3 separate regions of the Mus musculus genome follow, and regions 1 and 3 are each linked to region 2. Evidence: chromatin contacts called from public Hi-C and HiCAR-type data. All regions are on one chromosome and are shown on one strand. The core of a region is the stretch at or near the end of the contact, and the rest is flanking DNA. Distances in the headings are between cores, read along the strand shown. Region 1 has its middle 7.8 kb from the start of Ifna15. Region 2 holds the start of Mtap (methylthioadenosine phosphorylase). Region 3 holds the start of Dmrta1 (doublesex and mab-3 related transcription factor like family A1).

Region 1 (3,983 bases), core at 651-3,150, 590 kb before region 2:
TGGGACAAAGACAAAGTCATGAAATTATGCATCCTTTGGGTCTTATTCTCATGCTTAGGTGAAACATGTCTCTGGAACACAGTATACTTAACCTGTCAACAAGACCAAGGGAGTCTTGAAGCATTTGTCTCCCTGAGAGTAAACACCTATCTCACATAAGGCAAGGGCCACAGGATGCCAGTATACTTCTCAACAAAAACTCACATCCCTGGAAGAATAGGAGGGCGTCCTCAAAGGTTCAAAGGGAAAACAAGCAAGATAATAATACAATACCTGGCCAAGATGTCTTTCATAAGTAACAGAGATAAGGAACTGTATTTCATACAAGCACATTGATAAAATACTCTCCTATGGGAATAGCCTACAGGGAACTACTAAGTGGCAACTTTCAAGTTGAGATGTAGCAACATATGAACATTTAAAACTTAACAGTAAAGGTAATATAAATACATATCCATGGTCAAGGTACTCGGATACCATAAGTTAGAGCGTAAAGTCACCACTTTGAATGCTAGTTAAAATGGTAGAAGGGAAGTTAGTAAAAACAACTATGGCTATAATCATTAGTCAGTTGACACACACAGTATAAACAGAAGTAAAATATGATGTCAAGAGCATAGTTTAGGGCTTGATGCGAAAGCAGGGCCTCGTTAAAGGCAATTGAAATTAAGCATCTGTTACATGAAGTGAGCATATCCTAACTATTAGATATTTTATGTAAGCCTTGGGCTAACCAGGAAGAAAGATAAATCAGTAAGAGAGATACAAGGAGAAAGGAAAATACCACAAAGCCTCACTAGGAAGATTGTCACCAACCACAAAGGAAGCCCGCACTGTTAAAAGAAAGAATTACTAAATCCATTAACTGAACTTCAATAGCTGGTATCTCTAAAAATTGGCTATTTGAAGAATTATTTAAAATTTAAGAATTTCAATCCACTGATGTAAAAAATGTAATATGCACTTGAAATGCTTTTTTAAAAAAATAATGAGAATGTATTCACATGACAATGTAATGAACACCTGTGTACCAGCCATTCTGTCTAAAAATAAATAATTTATTGTTAAAAAGGGGGGGAATTAAAAGAATGCAAAACGAGATATGCCAATTTTCTGCTACTCTTACACAACGGATTATTTTACTTAGCATTAAAAGTAAAATCATAAAATTTGCGTGTATACTGATGGGGCTAAAGAAAAGTTATTTAAAGTGAGGTAACTCAGGCAGAAAGACAAATATATACTTGTATGTAGATATTAGCTGTTAAAATAATATTAACCAAGCTATTATAACCAGTAGAACTGCAAGAATAGGTATGCAGCAAGGGATTGGGGAAACATAGATCTCCTTGGAAAGGGGAATAGAATAGAGAGCTATGGATGAATGGTGAATGGTGGTGTGTGTGTGTGTGTGTGTGTGTGTGTGTGTGTGTGTGTAGAATGGAAGGATCAAGTTGGGGAAGGGTAAATAGGGGAATGAGTGACGGGAGATGGGGAGAAGACAGCTAAATTAAGGCCCATTTGATAGTATGGGGGCAATATAGTAGAAGCTTCCTAAAATATTTACATATATGAAGGCAACCTAAATGAAATCGCCAAATAATGGGGGAAACGGGGCCCCAAATGGACATCTCCACCCATATGTGCTAGCATCTTTGGTACAGGAAAGTATTATGTATGCGCAAAGGAAAACAGTAAAACACCAACCCAGCTACAACTCCTTTGATCTATGGTGTCCGCCAGCAAGCTCTGTTAGTACAATGGTGGCACGGAGCTTGTGAGAGTAACCAACCAGTATCTGATTTGACTTATGGACTGACACTCAAGCAAGCTCTGGCTCCTAGGACGTAGGCTCAGTCAGGTGACGCGCAGTCAGCAGGGGGCGCGCTCCCATTCACTGCTCAAGGATGCAAACCCAACGATTCCTTTCACTTTCGGATCTTCACGTCACTCTGACTGGGCATTCAACTCCACCCCCAAAATATTCCTCGAGACACAAATTCAAAACTGTGTAGAGCAGTTTTTTGTTTTTGTTTTTTTGTTTTATTAAGAACTTTTGCTTTTCATTCTTCATAGAGACAGAAAACTAAAACTACAAAGAGAAGAGAAACACCTGCCACCTGCGGGACAAGCAGAGAGTGGAGGCAGGAGAATTACTGTGGCTTTGGCTGGATTCTGAAATGGATTCTGCGAAGCTGGAGGGGCTCAAATGGGAGGGATAGCAGCCCTGCAGTGCGGCTCCCAGCTGCTCCTGTGACAGAGGAAGTTTGACCTTTTCCAGGACTTGTCCCAAAGGTCTACGGAATTTCTCTTTTGGACAAGAACGGACGGCAATGCTCCATCAATAAGCACTGTTCTGGAGGTCTGAAAAACTCAGTAGAAGGCACGTTGACTGCCACAAGATCATCCTATGTGCCTTGATTGGCCTTGAACGCTATAGTCTCTCCCGGGCGCTGGGAATAAGGCATGTGCTGGCATAGCCTGCCTGGGTTTCTGTTACCAATTACTTTAAGTCTGAGTGTATATGGTTATTAAGTTATTTCTCTTGACAGTCTTCTTTATCAATGGTTGCTGTTATATAGCGTGCATAATAGTATTTCTCTGCTTAATATGCTGTTTTGTTCTTTATTCTGTGAGGAAGATTCTTTCTTATTTTTTTTTTTCATCCATTTGACCATATATCTTACTCCTTGATTTATCTTAAAATTCGCCAGGTGCAATTAGTACTATTGAATGATTAACTAAAGCTCTCCACTGCACACCAGTTCTAAAGTCACAGTGTTAAAACACGGTGTCTTAGTTCAGGTTACCATTGCTATGATGAAACACTGTGACCAAAACGAACTTGGGGAGGAAAGGCTTTATCTGGCTACTGCATCCTGAATCTGTTGAGGGGAGCGAAGGCAGGAACTCAGAGAAGCAGGAATCTGGAGGCAGAGACTAATGCAGTCCACGGTGGAGCGTTCCTTTCTGACTTGATCCTCACAACCTGATCAGCATGATTTCTTAGAGAACCCATAGGAATTATTAGACACTTTCGGTGATGAGCAATAAGTGAACAGAGAACATGTTTACTAACCACACTAATAAATGAGATAATGTGGAAAATACTGTATTATCAGCAGGCAAGATGTACCAGAGGATAGACATGGGGGGAAATAAAATCAAATATTCCAGGAATGGCGGACACTAACAGAAAGCAATGTACGTTTTACTATCCTAGATGGAAAACCCTGGTAGAATACAAGATTGAATGTTGAAACATTTGTACTGAATGTACTTCAAGTCAGAAAGAAATAAGGTTAGGGAGAGGCTTAGTCCTCTGATATAAACATTCCATCATCAAAAGAAGAAACAAACTCAGAACTAAGAACCACACAGCTCTTGGTACACAGGTAAAGTAAAAACAAAACAAAACAAAACAAGAACAGCAAGAACAACGACACCAGCCCAGACATCAGTCAAAACACCACTAGTTTTTAGAAAATGTATATAGCAAGGATTAGAAATTAGTCATGAATAAATTATGCAAAAGACCAACACAAAGTCTGTAATGATTCATGAGGAGCCTAACAGTAATGTTTAAAAACAGAACTGAATTTGAAAAGCAAATACTTATTGAAGCTTATTGTAGAGTAATATTAATTAGCATATCAACAGGTTAACTATACTTTGGAAATTAAATAATTATTTAAATACAATGCTTTAAACGTTTGTGGATTCGTACTAATATGCCTGGTATTTGTTTTCAGAAAACGTATCTAAAGACAGAAAAAGAACCTTCTGGAGACATTAATCCACATTCTTCTCTAGGAGCCACTTCCCCAGATCCCCTCTCCCACCCAGGTCTCTCCCTCCATCTGCCTTCCATGATCACTCCATCTCCCTTCCAAGTGAGACTCAAGCACCCTTGCTTGTGCCCTCCTTACTGTCCAGCCTCTTTGGGTCTGTAGAGTATGGTATGGGCATCCTGTATTTTATGG
Region 2 (4,179 bases), core at 1,319-3,818:
TCTGTCACGTGACTGGTTACCTGTGCTTGGGTAGCATGTGTCTGTCTAGTCACTTCTTCCTGGGCAAACCTCCCTTGCCTGGCTCTATCAAAGAATTCTTTCTGCCTCTGGGATGTCCCACTTTCTATTCTACCATTTCCTATAGGCCATAGGTTTTTTAATTGACAGGTGATACATCCATACAAAACACAAGAAGTTCTCTCTATAGTCTCCTCATTGGGCTCTGACATCAGGCTGGGCAGCGAACTCCTTTACCTACTGAGCCAGCTCACTACCACATCCTAACCTAATATTTTTGTATCACTTCTGCCATTATGTTTAGTTTTTAGGTTTCTGAGACAGTATCCCACTATGTTTCTCAGGCTGGCCTCAAAGTTACAATCCTCCTGCCTCTGTCTTCTATATGCTAAAATCACAGCCTTACGCCACCACACCCAGCTTTCCATTGTATTTTATAACCTAAAATGATTGTAACAGAAGAAATGTTTATATCTTGAGAAAACTTAGACACAGAGTGGATAATGGCGACGAATGGGTCTACACAGCATCAGGCAGCATCCACACCAACAGAAGGTGGAGATTCATTAAATGGAGGTGTACGGGTATTGCTTTACTACTGACATAAACACCAGCTCTCACACCAAAGACAGTCTGAGAACTTGTTTTGGACCCAAGCATGAGTGGCCAGGGCAGGGAACACAGATTTAGTTCAACCCAAATTATGTTCCAGGACAGTAACAGTTTCACCAAGTTGTCATAGGAACGGAACAACGACAACAACAAAAGTCACACAGGAAAACACTTTGAATGTATTCCTGAAAACATCACACAGGTGACTTATAGGGAAGGATAGAGTGTAGGCTGCAGATGCTACCGATGAGGCTCGCCTTTGGGATTGGTGGGAGCTAGCTTTGTACACTCCAAAAGATTTACCCAATAGGCACAAGGACAATAAGGCACACAGAAAGGCAGATAGTAAGTACCACTTAGTGGGGCAAGACAGGGCAAGGTAGGCTCTGGGCCAGAAACTTTCCAACTCTCCACAAGCCTGATTAGTTCATCGGCCTCGTCGAATGCGAGTCGAGGGTACCTTTTCTCTGGGAACTTTCAGTTAACACTGCTGAGAAGAAGAAAACAGAATCTCCTTCCTTGGCTCCTTCCCAACCACAGAGAAATTTGTAGCTTTTTCTATATCTCGGGGGACCACCCTTAAGATAGCTGTCACCCAGGGCTGGCGAGATGGCTCAGCTGTTAAGAGTACTGTCTGCTCTTCCAAAGGTCCTGAGTTCAAATCCCAGCAACCACATGGTGGCTTACAACCATCCGTAATGAGATCTGATGCCCTCTTCTAGTGCATCTGACGACAGCTACAGTGTACTTAGATATAGTAATAAATAAACCTTAAAAAATGATAGCTGTCACCCAGGGTTGGAGAGATGGCTCAGGGGTTAAGAGCACTTGTAGAGGTAAATTCGGTTTCCAGAATCTATATCAGGCAGTTCACAGTTGCCTGTTACTCCAGCTTCAGGCTGGGTTCTGGACAAACACACACACACACACACACACACACAAACACAAACACACCTGCAGGTATTTGTGTGTGCATACATATAAATAATGAAATAAACTAAGAAAAAAAAAAAGATAGCTGCTGCCCAGCATTTTGTTTGGCGCAGCTTGTACCATCAAAGGCTATAATGAATTGTCCTAGTAGAGAAGGGATAGGGCCTCTCAGAGAGAGTATCCAGGGGAAAGGTCGCTGGGGTCAGAGTGGGTCTTGCTGGTATTGCATCACAGAGACACAGGTCCTGACCTGAATCCTGCTGTACCGTATGCTGCCCTGGCATAGAAAGTTTTGTTTTAATTTTTGCTTATTTTATTGGAGTGAGGATTGAAGCTAGTGTCTCCTTGGATGCTAGATAAACACTTTAGTGCTGAGCTAAATACCAAGCCCTCTGTTTATTTTTGAGATAGACTCTTAATATTGCTCAAGATGGTCTTGAACTCACTCTGTAACCAAGTAAGACTTTGAACTTGCCATACTGCTTGCTGACCAGACTTCATGAGTGAGTGGGATTACAAATCTGCATCACTAGCCATTGTATAAAGGAATTTTAAAAATGCCCCTTGCTGGTAGCATCAGGCTGGGTGTTGGGGAGGGTCCTGCCTCCTTAAAAGCTCCCCGCCAAACAGAAGCTAAATAAACCAGTTTGTAAATCAGAGCTGTGGGGGGCGGGAATCTCAAGCTAGCACTCTTCAGTTTCCCTCCGCCCTCCCCAAAGCCCAGGAATGCGGCAGGCCCTGATTTTACAGCCCTGGCCACCGGGGCAGCCAAGTCGCCGCAGAACTGGCAGTAATGCGCTACCTCACCATGTTCTTGTGAAACAGTTAAAAGACAAAGTGACAAGCACATCCTAAGTGGCTTTTCTATCTTGATCATAGACTCGCCATCAGGCTGCACAGTAACAACAGAAGCCCCGAGAAGCCGAAAACTCTGCAAGAGGGACGGGAGGCGGGAACCTGATTTGAGGAGGAGGGTGGAGGAGAACAGCCAATCCCGCGCTCCCCGGGAGGAAGAGGAGGAGCCAGAGCCCGTGGGTCCCCGCACTGCTCACTCCCGCGCCACGCCGGCCCCGCAGTCTCCTCCCGGTCCCACGCTGCGGCCCGCTGTGGACTTCCCTGGTGCAGACATGGCCTCGGGCTCCGCCTGCACGGCGGTGAAGGTGAGATCACCCTACAAGCTGTGAATGGGCCAGCCCTGCAGGGTTCCTTCTCGAGCCTCCAGGCTGTGTCCCCAGCCGGAGCGCCCCCCACCCACCGCTCAGCAGGGAGGGGACAGGGCGCGCGGCACCCAGCGCCACCCCGATGTCCCCAGCCTTTGAACTCATCTGCATTCCGGGCCCGAGCGGTGGTAACCGGGGCTCTGATGGGGAGTGGGGTAATAGAAGGGGGAGCGGGATGATGGAGGGGACTGCGCCCCGCTGCCACCCTCTTTTAGTACCACTCCCCCCCAGGCGGGAGCTGGCGCGTGGCTCAGCTCCTGCGGCTGCTGCGTCGGTCCCTCTAGTCTTACGGGACTTAAGCTTCCGCTACTTTGACTAGGCCCACGTGGGAGAGCTGGCACTTGCTCTTTTGCATGCTTCGGCTTCATTTCCCCCTCCAAACTTAGATTTCCTTTTGCTTTGTTTTACCTCGGCAGCGCAGAGCTGAGGGAGCTCTGAGACTTTTTAAATACTGAAACAGAGCGCGGACCGCTCTCAGACTGGAGGCCTCTGTCTTATAAACCGCTTTCCAACCTTGAAAGTTAGAGTTATTTTCTTAGGCCTTAGGTCCCCAGAGATCTGGACACAAGGGACTCTTGTGCGCCGGGAACAGCTGGCCAGATGAGAGCATGAGTTCTGAGAGTTGGAGTGAGCCTCCCTTGGGGAGTTTTAAACACATCCTGATTGATGGGTAGAGAGTGGAATAACGGAGCCCAGGAAACACTGGTGTTTAAGTCCTTTCTAGGCTGTTTATTATTAGCCAAGAACGCAGTTAATTTGATTCAGTTTAGGAATTTCTGACCCATGCTACAGGAAGTGCACAGTTTTCTTCAGGCATCCTTTTGATTGCCTGCAGTGCCGTTTGATGCCCTTGCAAGAGGCCCATCTCTGCATTTAGCCTTCAGCGTGCCAGGGCATTGTATACTGGGGCCCTGCAGGGCTTCATGAACCACTCAGGGTGAGGTTGCTGCATTCGGTCATAGGGGCCAACTTTTTCTTTTCTCCATTTTGAAAAGGATTATTTACATTTATAGAAAGCCATGGTTCCAGTCAGCAGGAACGGGGCAGAAAGGGTCTTCATGTGCAAGGTACAGTAGGTACTTATTTATAAAGTGGAGATTTTAACATATTGTGGGCTGGAAATTTCACTGAGGTAGAGGCCTGTGATTTGAAGATAGATCTATTTGTCATCTCTGTCCCACAATGTGAGTAAAACCAAATAGCTAGAACTTCACACTTAATCAGTCCAGTCAGGATAATACTATCTGTGCAAGGACCAGCATATCTCAACAGAAAGAATTTGCTTTAATCTGGTTAGCCTTCTGCCCAACACACAGTTTCCCTGCAAAATGAATGTGGTCCACTTAAGAGCAGAAAGAGCTATGTAAATATTGAATGATATGTATTTTTTTTATCT
Region 3 (3,713 bases), core at 580-3,079, 550 kb after region 2:
TGGGTGGAGCCTCTCAGAGGACAGTTAATAGGTTCTTGTATGCAGGCCCAACAGAGTATTGTTAATAGTGTCAGGGATTGTTTCTTGCACATGGGATGGGTCTCAATTTGGGCTAGTCATTGGTTAGCCATTTTCTCAGTCTCTGCTCCATCTTTGTCCCTGTACATCTTGTAGGCAGGACACATTTTGGGTTGAAGGTTTTGTGGATGGGTTACTGTTCTTATGCTTCCACTCAGAGTCTGGGCTAGCTATAGGAAGAGGCTACCTCAAAATCCATATTGCCTCTGTTAGGAGGCTCATCTTGAGTTGTCCCCCATAGACCCTCTTGGATCTCCCCCTATCACAGGTTACTGGCATGTTCTAGAGTCCAGGAGATTACACACACACCCCTGCCGCTATTCATCTTCTTTCTCTATCTGTTCTCCCTACATATGATCTCCCTCCCTGCCCCCTTCCACTTCCCATCACCTCTTCCACCCAGTTCCCTCCTTCCATCAACCTCTGATATCTGTTTTGATCCTTTTCTGAGAAAGATTCATCCTCCCTTGGGACCTCCTTGTTATTTGGCTTCGTTGGGTCTGCTGATTATAGTGTGGTTATCCTGTACTTTATGGCTAATATCCACTTATAAGTGAGTACATACCACGCATGTCCTTTTGGGTGTGGGTTATCTCACTCAGGATATTTTCTAGTTCTATTCATTTCCCTGAGAAATTTATGATGTTCTTGTATTTAATGCCAGTGTGTAAATGAGCCACATTTTCTTTATCCATTCTTCCTTTGAGGGACATCTAGGTTGTTTCCAGATATTAGTAACAGAGCTGCTATGAACATAGTTGAGCAGATGTCCTTGTGGGTGGGGTGGGGTGGAACATCTTTTGGGGATATACCCAGGAGTGGTATAGTTGGGTCTTGAGGTAGAGCCATTCCCACTTTTCTGAGAAACAGCCAAATTGATTTCCTGTGTACACATTTGCACTCCCACCAGCAGTGTAGGAGTGAGTGTTCCCCTTGCTCCACAATCTTGCCAGCATGTGCTGTCCTTTGGGTTTTTGATCTTACCCAGTGTGATGAGTGCAAGGTGGAATCTCAGAGTTGTTTTGATTCGTGATCCCTGGTGATCTGCATATTTCTTTACCTGCTTCTCAACCATTCAAGTTTCCTCTGTTGAGAATTCCCTGTTTAGCTCTGTACCCCATTTTTAGATTGGGTTATTTGGATTGTTGGTGCCTACCTTCTTGAGTTCTGTATATATTTTGTATATTACCAGATACACTAAATCTAATAGAACAGAAAATGGGAATAGCCTTGAACTCGTCGGTACAGGAGACATTTTCCTGAACAAAACACCAATGACTCAGTCACTAACGTAAACAACTAATAAATGGGGCCTTATGAAAATGAAAAGCTTCTGTAAATCAAAGGACACTGTCATTAGGACAAAATGACAGCCCACAGATTGTGAAACAGCCTTCACTAACCCTGCATCTGACAGAGTGAATATCCAAAATACATAAAAGTTTCTTTTTTCTTAATGGACCTTTCAGTCTGATCTGGACACTTTCTAACCTATCCCACAGGCCACCTCCCAGAAAGTCCCACTCTCCGCCCTAGGTCCTCCCCTGGCCTCCTTCCTTGGCCAGCCTACCCAGTGGGCGGGGTGGCCCTCCAGCCTGGCCCTTCTAGGCTCAGGAGACTGGCAGAGCTCAGGACACTGCCCCAGCTGTCTAGACTCAGAGGCTCACTGGCTGGCTGCGCCGTCGGTCAGGTTCTGGAGCTCTTAGACCCGGCGGTTTCTTGCTCTGGGACAGGACAGCAAACTCTAGTTAGTGCGCGGAGCGGGACAGCGGGACCTAGGCGGGTCCTCAGCCGGTATCCCCACAGGGTAGCTCTGGACAGCGCACTTGCTGGTTTCTACTCCTCAGAGGCGCCTTCTCAGAATGGAGCGATTACCTCACGGTCGTAGAGACCGCAGCGGCGGCTGCCGACCCCATCTGGCCCCAGGGCGGGCTGCTGCGCCCGCTTCGGCCGCGCGGTCGGTGTCGTCGGGGATTCCGGTGTCCGCGACTTTCCTGCGGCCGCCTGGCCTTTTTCTGCGATCGACCGCAAGCTCCGGTCGCGCAGGATGCGCTCCGGGCCCTGGGCTGGATAGGGCGTTGGGGGCGGTAGGCTGCGGCTACCCGCGGACCCCGAAGTGCGCGCGCTGTCGCAACCATGGCGTGGTGTCAGCGCTCAAGGGCCACAAGCGCTTCTGCCGCTGGCGGGACTGCGCGTGTGCCAAGTGCACCCTGATCGCCGAGCGGCAGCGTGTCATGGCCGCGCAGGTGGCCCTGCGCAGGCAGCAGGCGCAGGAGGAGAGCGAGGCCCGCGGGCTGCACAGGCTTCTGTACCAGGGGTCGTCGGGGTCCGGGGCTCAGGCTTCCGGGGGCAGCGGCAGGACCGAGAGTCCCCAGGTCTTGAATAACCCCATGGCTGTAGCTGTTCTGGGAGCGGGTGCCTCTAGACACCCTGGGAGCCGGTCAGTCCCAACTTTCGAGGTTTTCCAGCAAGATTATGCTGACAGAAAGCAGGGTGAGTCCTCTTTGGTTTGCTTTTCATGAGAGAAAATGATTGTTCTGCAAGAATGTGTAGAAACGAGCAGCAGCTCCTTAAGAGTGGACAGAAAGAGTTGTTTGAAAGAAGTGCTGAAGTTCAGTAATGTAGATCTACCCTGTTGATGGCTGGGATGGGGATAGTTAATAGGTTTTCACTGGAAGAGCTCATCCCGCGTCTAAAGACAATGAAAACAGTGAAGTGTATGGGATCACAGCCGCCGGCTCGCACCTGGAGTGGATTTAGGCGCAGTCGGCTTTGTCTTTGTGTGGCCGGAACTTAAGCAGGCTGTAAGAGAAAACTTTAGCGGGTGTGCTGACACTCTTTCCAGTTGCAAAGCCACAGTGTTCTTGCACAGGAAACCGGCTGACTATGGTTATTGTGACGATCTTTGATTTGGGGACAGTGTTTTGTCATCAGTTAGCACTTAAGAAACTGAAATTTCTCACCTTTTTCTTTCCTGCTCCATTTTAATTCTTTAAGCACCATTCCCAAAGGAGAGGAAAACTTTAGGGACTTATATTTAGTTCTCATTGGAAATAAGTTTGGGCCTTCCCTGTCGATAATGAAACCATTGACAAGAGTGTCACTTTGTAGCTGGAGAGATCTCAGCAGAGTATTCGTCTATCCTTGCAGTTTCCGGCCACAAAGTCATGGCCAGTATCTCTTGTTTAGATTTACAACTAATATGACCTCCAAATTAACTTTTCCTGTAATATCAATATCACTATGTTGTCATGAAATTTTCATCCCTGCATAGGGCCGCTGTTAAATGGGAATTTCCTTTAAATCATTTAGTTAAAATCCTAAACAGGTTGTATCACATGAAGTTATGCGATAACCGGTGGTAAGCTATTAATTAGAAACTTTGCTTGGTTGTCAAAACTGCAGATCTTAGCAAAAGAGGGTGTAGTTTCAAAAGAAGCCCATCTCTGCATTGAAAATTTACATTCACTTACGTCAAGTTTGGACACATGCTCTAGTTTATTTCACTAGACCAATGAACTTTAAGTGTTTCTCATGGAAGATAGAGACTGTTGAGAGATGGTAACATTCCTTCAGCTACACTGCTAATGAGATTTGGCTGATGGTATGGATTTATGTAAACGTTTTGTACTAAA

The links. Hi-C and Micro-C count contacts between places; a contact is called where the count stands out from the background. HiCAR-type assays count read pairs that join an accessible place to other places.
Region 1: a contact with region 2 is called in a Hi-C map of CD8 T cells, with 2.9 times the contacts expected there. The contact joins the enhancer-like site here to the promoter of Mtap in region 2. A contact is called at or near these places in 5 of 484 Hi-C or Micro-C datasets (CD4 T cells, CD8 T cells, Th1 cells and 1 more) and 1 of 9 other capture datasets (liver).
Region 3: a contact with region 2 is called in a HiCAR-type map of astrocytes, with 4 times the contacts expected there. The contact joins the promoter of Dmrta1 here to the promoter of Mtap in region 2. A contact is called at or near these places in 13 of 39 promoter capture datasets (the 3T3-L1 cell line, 3T3-L1-derived adipocytes, the C10 cell line and 8 more), 3 of 15 datasets of contacts at CTCF or cohesin (embryonic stem cells, large pre-B cells and pro-B cells), 63 of 484 Hi-C or Micro-C datasets (3T3-L1-derived adipocytes, B cells, the Ba/F3 cell line and 38 more), 17 of 115 datasets of contacts at active chromatin or transcription factors (the 230-238 cell line, the NIH/3T3 cell line, astrocytes and 11 more) and 2 of 9 other capture datasets (adipose tissue and embryonic stem cells).

The regions. Positions count from the first base shown.
Region 1 is chr4:88,548,486-88,552,468 of GRCm38.p6, forward strand. No RefSeq gene overlaps it. Among named protein-coding and RNA genes, the nearest start is that of Ifna15, 7.8 kb to the right of the region's middle. Within about 2 kb of position 1,901, at least 74 of the 459 cell types and tissues checked have an H3K27ac peak or open chromatin away from gene starts, as enhancers often do. A contact at or near this core is called in CD8 T cells, Th1 cells, liver and 1 more, where this site is marked.
Region 2 is chr4:89,134,802-89,138,980 of GRCm38.p6, forward strand. It overlaps Mtap (methylthioadenosine phosphorylase), which reads left to right and starts at 2,569. Exons shown (of 8, transcript NM_024433.2): 1 at 2,569-2,723. The coding sequence starts at 2,691.
Region 3 is chr4:89,686,369-89,690,081 of GRCm38.p6, forward strand. It overlaps Dmrta1 (doublesex and mab-3 related transcription factor like family A1), which reads left to right and starts at 1,830. Exons shown (of 2, transcript NM_175647.3): 1 at 1,830-2,571. The coding sequence starts at 1,941.